Regions from separate parts of the Capra hircus genome. Here region 2 is linked to region 1. A link is a contact called in public Hi-C data. All regions are on one chromosome and are shown on one strand. The core of a region is the stretch at or near the end of the contact, and the rest is flanking DNA. Distances in the headings are between cores, read along the strand shown. Region 1 has its middle 11 kb from the start of BHLHA9. Region 2 overlaps ABR (active breakpoint cluster region-related protein).

Region 1 (2,945 bases), core at 124-2,623:
CCTCCCTACTGAGCTGAAGCCGTATTCCCACCTGGTTTCAATTAACAATCAACCCGTTAGTAATTATTCAGCAGGTCTGTATGCTGGAAAGCTTGCCCTGGGAGACGTGAGGAGAGGATCTTCTGTCAATAAATTTGGCAAAGCTGAAAACTATTTCCATTTCTGTATTAGCACACTGGAGAATCCCAGGAGTCAGCAAAGAAACCTGCCTGGTTTTGCCCAAATCCATCATTTTCCAAATGTGTTTATCCAGAGAATGTTTGTTGCACCCACAGAACGAACTCTGTGAAGTGCTTGGGTTGACACTGCCATCATGGCCGGGAGGCAAGTGACCATATTTGCCTCGAAATGGTACCTTGAGTGGAGGGGGTACTGAGTGGAGGAGGGAGGCATGAAAGGTGGGTAGACTGAGGCAAGAAGGCCAGTAAGAGCAGTGCAGGGACTCTTCTACCATGAGACTTGGACAGAGCAGTGGCCGTGAGGGTGAAGAGGAGCGGAAACACTGGACGGGGACCTGGGATGCAAAGGTGACAAGCTGGACCACTGGCTTGTGAGTAAATGGGAGTGCGGTGGACAGCGAGTGGGGGAGATGCATTGGACAGTCCCTGGAGGTTTAGCTGGAGCAACTAGGAGAATGATATTTGTGTGTGTTTTTTGTGTGTTAGTTGTTTAGTCATGTCCACCTCTCTGAAACCCCATGGACTGTAGCCCGCCAGGCTCCTCTGTCCATGGGATTTTCCAGGCAGGAGTACTGGAGTGGGGAGCCATTCCCTTCTCTCGGGGATCTCTCCCATACTGTGGGCAGATTCTTTACCGTCTGAGCCACCAGGGAAGCCCAGGTGAATGATGGTTTTGTTCAATCCACCAAGATGGGGAGCCAGAGAGGAGTTTTGACCTGACCTCCTAGGAATCGTTAAACCTCTGGGAGGCTCTGTTTCCACATCTATGAACTGGGCATGAAACCAGTCATGCAAAAGGCTGTCCTGAAGCTAAGGGAGGCTTCTGCAGTGCCCAGAGAATGTCTGCCCCCTCTCCCCACTTCCCTGACCCAACCCAAGCAGGTGGCTCTTTCCTTTATGGGGGAGGGACAGAGCTGAATTGGAGGGAAATTTTTATATCGACCCACAAGAAGTAATAGGGATGGAATTTAAAAAAAAAAAACCCTGAAGCTTTGTAGTCAGGGCAAATGAAGTCTGAGATTTCGTCTTCTCATCTGAAAAATGGTGACAGATACCACAAGCTGCAGGATGTCAAGAGTCAGTGGGCCCATGGATCGCCCAGCTCAGAGAGACCAGACAGATCTGGCCCGGGGAGAACGGGTGAAGGAGGAGCCAGGACCCGGGGCCCCTGAGCCGGAATCGTGGCAGGACGTGTGTGGCCACCCCGCCGAATGTAGGCAGGTGACCACTGGGTCCCCTCTCTCTGCGTCCCGCCCTCCTCACAGTCCCAGCTCCGGGTCATAGCCCATAAATCTCCTTCACACAGAGCTCGGTAAATCAGGGATGTGTAGGAGACCCCCCAGCTGCCTGCATTCTCCCTCCTGCTTTTGGAGAGAATAGAGCAGGAAGCCCCTAGGAAGGGGTGGGGTGTGACTACCCCAGACCTGCCCACCTCGGCTTGTTAATTACAGACCCAGGGTCTGCAGAGCTTGATTTATAGTTGGGGCTGGGAAAGTCTAGAAGAGCCTGGAGGGGCAGAGGTGATGGGGTTGACTGGGGGGGGTGGTGTGTGTGGGGTAGCACCGGAGACCAGAGAGGATCCCAAATTCAGAGGGCCTTGTTGAAATGACAAAATTAATAGTACTAAATGAATACATTTACAAATAAATAAAATATACGCATAATAGCAATAGCTAACATTGATTGAGAGACTGTGCGCCAAGCTGGCTAAACACTTTATTAATTCATTCATCAAATATTTATTGAGCACCTATTCAGTGCCAGGAATCTGGCATATATTATCTAATGAACTTCCCCAAACAGCCCTGCCAGTTAGTCATTCTGGTCCCCATTTTGCAGACGTTGAAATCCAAGCAAGAAGCGATTAAGTGACTGGTCCATACTAGGCAATTGAGTAGCAGATCCAGGACTCATACCCCTGGCTATCTGTCCCCCGAGCTTAAACTTTTAGGAGTAGGTTATCCTGCCTCTTTGCTACCACTTGATTCACTGTCTTCCTGTGTGACCTTGGGCAAACGCCTTTGCCTGGCTGACAAAAGAGTTCTTATTGGCAAAAGAGGCATCTTGTCCTGCCCACAGCAGAAATTAGGAGGCTCAAATTAAACTGAAGCATATGGAGATGCTTTTTTAAAATGATCTGTAGAATATGGAGAAGGAAATGGCAACACACTGCAGTATTCTTGCCTGGGAAATGCCATGGACAGAGGAGCCTGGTGGGCTATAGTCCACAGGGTTGCCGAAGAGTCGGATATGACTGACTAAACAACAACTGGGCATTGAACTAATTTACCTATATAAATCCCTTTAGAATTCTAGGAGTTACTTAAAAAAAATATGAGTAAACATTTGTACTCAAAATTGTTTTTATACATGCAACAAAATTATCTGTAAAGCAAAAGTGAGAAGAATAGATGTGAAGGAGAAAGAATGTCCTATGTGTGATTAAAGAACCATAAGAAGAGAAAAAAGGAAGTGCAACAGAAGCAATATCTGAAAAGACAAAATTGAAGAAATTTGCCAATCTGAGAAGTAACAAACCACAAATCTGAGAAGCCCAACAAATCCTAGAATATAGATATACATATATATTTTTTAAACCCACACACTTCAATGTGTCATAGTGATATATCAGAAACTAAAAACAGTGAAAAGATTTCAAAACCAATCTGGGAAAAAAAATACCTTCAAAGGAACAACTGTTATTCTGAAGCTGACATCTGATCCACAGCAATGGAAGTAGGAAGACAACACCATATTTTCAAAGTG
Region 2 (3,180 bases), core at 581-3,080, 120 kb before region 1:
TCACCGCCCCCCACCCATGGCCGGCACCAAGGCCAGCCTTGGTTTGCGGAGCCAGCGTTTGTGCTGTTTACAGCCTTCAGGTCACGTGTGGAGTCAGTGCCCGGCCCAGGCCCAGAGAGGAGAGCCTGTTCCCTCCACGAGGCCCCATCCTGCTAGAGAGGAGCTGAGAGAGAAGGTTGAAAGACGTGAGGCGCCCAGGAGGCAGGGGGAAGCAGATGGCTGGTAGAGAGGCAAGGACAGGTACCAGGTGGCACAGAGAGCAGCAGGTGGCGAGGGGTGATGGTGGAGGGCTAGTCTGAGAGCCCAGGACCAGAATGAGATGCCCAAGGGCACCAAGAAGGGCCAGTCCCCAGTTTCCCAAGTCCAGCACCCCAGGAGCACCCTAAGCAGAGCCTGTCCCACAGCACCCATGCCTGCCTACCCCTCCTTTCCCCCAAAACCTCCTCTTCCCCAACCTGGAAGGAAAAGCAGGGGTACCTACCCCAGGTGCCAGTCCCTCGGGTGGGGTGGGGGAGATGCTGTCCCCGCCGCCCTGGCTCCGGGCGCTGAGCTGCGGCGACATGGTGGGCGACTCGTCGATGTACGGCATGGTCTCCGAGCCCTCCGGGGGCCCCTTCTGCTCCTCATTCCCCTCTGCGTCGTAGTCGTCCGCCCCGTAGCTGAAGTCTGAGACAAGGAACAAGAAAGGCCACTGAGAGTCCTCCACCAGGGCTGCCAGGGACTGGTAGCGCAGTGGGCGGCGGCGGCGGCCCCCGGCTGCCATGGCCCCGGCCCCACCATCCACGCCCGGCCCGGGCAGGGCTGCGCGGTCCGGGACGCCGGCAGGCACCCGGCGCTGCGGTTCAGGGGCCCGGGGGAGTCCAGGGGGGGCGGCTCCGCGGGTGCCACCCGCTTAATAACATGTCAGTCGCGTACTTCGAGCTGCTGTTTCCTTTGCCTCCTGCCTAATTCCAAGTCTAAAAATTAGCAGTGGGAGCAGGAGGCAGGACGCTTCCAACTCTCCTCTGAGTCACCATTTTGCTTTTTATAGGGAGCAGGGAGGTGGGGGCGGGCCGAGCGATGTCACTTCCTGCGCCCCTCCTCCTTGGGTACCATTTGTACTCGGAGCCCCATCCCTGGCTGGTGGGGAGCAGGGCAGGGTTCGAGGGGTGGGGGCTGAGGAAGGGCCCCCGAGGGAGCCCTCGCCCCTCGGAACAAGGCTCCGCGCAGGTCGGAGCCCAGGGCTGGCAGAACGTGGGCGAGAAGGCGGCCCGGGCCTGGCAGGAACCTGGTGGAACAGCAGAGTCCTCAAAGCCGGCACTTTCTGTAATTTCCAAGGAGGCTTCCTTCGGAGAAGGAGGGCAGAGAAGGCCGTAGGGAAGTCAAGCTGCCGTTAACCCTGCTGGCGCTGCCAGCACGACTCGGAGGCCAGAGCCCACGCACAGACACCCCCTCCCGGGACAGCAGGCCGGGTCCGCGGGGCAGCCGGGACAGGACAGCACCTGAGAAAGGCCTCCATCCAACTCCATCGGTGGCGGGGGGGTCTCTCCTCCACCCCCACCCTGGCGGGGTCTGTCCCATCACCGGCTCGGACATCACTTCCTCCAGGGTGCCCTCCCTGGCGTCCCAGCTTGGAACTCCTACAGCGTGTGGCCTTCTAGCACCCCTGGTGATCCAGCCCATCTGTCCCTGAACCCCTGGGGTGAGGACTGGGTGTCAGCCCTCGCTGAGGGCCCAGCACCCGCGGCCAACACGCGGCGGGGCCTTGGGCACGTGTGCAGAGATTGAATGGGCAGAGGAATGCACTGTGCCGCTTGAGTCCAAGGCTTGAGCCAAGTTCTCGGTGGGGGCCCTGGCTCCTCCGCTGTCACAACATGCCGGCGCCCGGGGCAGCCGGCAGCCTGAGAATGGTGTCAACAGGTCACCAGGGCGCCCGGCCACGGCCACACTCAATCCAATCTGTCCCTTTGGCAGCTGAGGCTGCCCCCCCCCGCCCCCCACGGCCTCACTGCACCTGTTCCTGCTGACTTCCTCTCCTGTGCCGAGGGCCCATTAAGCTGTCAGGGCCGTGAGCTATTATTTTTTTTCCCAGGACAGGCACCGACGTGAAGAACCACCGGACCTAGCGGCCCAGCCGCTGGGATACGTGTGCCCTGCACTTGGGAAATGGGACCCACTGATGGGGGCACACAGGAATTCTGCTGTTTCCAGGGGCCGAGAGGGAGGAAGAAAAGCCACAGCATTCAGCCTGCCCGAGGCTGGCACTGTGAAGGGGCCTGGTTGTTTGGTGAGACCCACTTACTCTGGAGAAGCACAAGGGAATGAAACGCCACATTAACTCTCCGTCTGTCCTCCAGGAGGCTCCAGGCTGCCCTATTAATGCCTGGAGTCAAGGTCAGGGGTGTGAGCTGTGGTGAACCCTGCTCTGGCCAACAGTCCAGACTCCAGCAGGCTGCACTGATTCTCCTCTACACTGACCAGTTCCCAGGGGTCACAGGACCAGCGCCTTCACTCTCAGGACATTTCCCCAGGGCAAGGGCAGAGGGGCCACAGGGAGGGTGGTGAGGCTGGACTCTACGGCACAGTCTGGAACTGCCTGGGTCATGGCCGGGTGGGAAGTTTGCTGCCAGCTTCCCCGATGTGTGCCCAATTCATCCGTATCAGAGTGGGGGCCGTGGACCACAGCTCAGCCCAGCCACGTCGGTGAAGCTGCTCTCACTACAGCCAGTTCACAGACAGAGTCTCTGAGTCTCAGAGAGCTTTGCACAGAAAGGATCTCAACCCAAGTCTGTCTGTCTCCAAATGCCATCTTTCCCCTTCTGAATCTCATTACTTTCTAGAGGAATCTCTTTCCATCAGTACAAGGATTGGAGAAGAAGCCCTGCTTGTCAGGGGAGGCTGACCAAATAGGCGAGGGAAGAGTGGAAGCCACAGCAGCGGGGATGCCCAGGGGTGGAAAGGATGCCCATAGAACTCTCTCCAAATTCTCCTGGATACTGCCCCTTTCATTTCATACTCCAGGAGACCCCAACAGCCCAGGAAGCCAGCCAGAGACCCTGGAATCTCCTACCAGAAAAGACAGACCTACAGAAAAGATAGAGACACTACCCCTTCGAGAAGGAAGGAGCCCTAGGAACTTGGAGGATGTAAGTCTGCCAAGCACAGCCTTTAGTCTGCGTAGGTCCCCAGATAGGAAGGCTG

What was found. Hi-C and Micro-C count contacts between places; a contact is called where the count stands out from the background.
Region 2: a Hi-C map of blood shows a contact between it and region 1, with 4 times the contacts expected there. The contact joins two enhancer-like sites. A contact is called at or near these places in 3 of 5 Hi-C or Micro-C datasets (all in blood).

What each region holds. Positions count from the first base shown.
Region 1 is chr19:21,450,914-21,453,858 of ARS1.2, reverse strand. No RefSeq gene overlaps it. Among named protein-coding and RNA genes, the nearest start is that of BHLHA9, 11 kb to the right of the region's middle. Within about 2 kb of position 1,373, at least 1 of the 5 cell types and tissues checked has an H3K27ac peak or open chromatin away from gene starts, as enhancers often do.
Region 2 is chr19:21,571,216-21,574,395 of ARS1.2, reverse strand. ABR (active breakpoint cluster region-related protein) reads right to left here. Exons shown (of 23, transcript XM_018064362.1): 2 at 482-666. Among named protein-coding and RNA genes, the nearest start is that of ABR, 87 kb to the right of the region's middle. Within about 2 kb of position 1,830, at least 3 of the 5 cell types and tissues checked have an H3K27ac peak or open chromatin away from gene starts, as enhancers often do.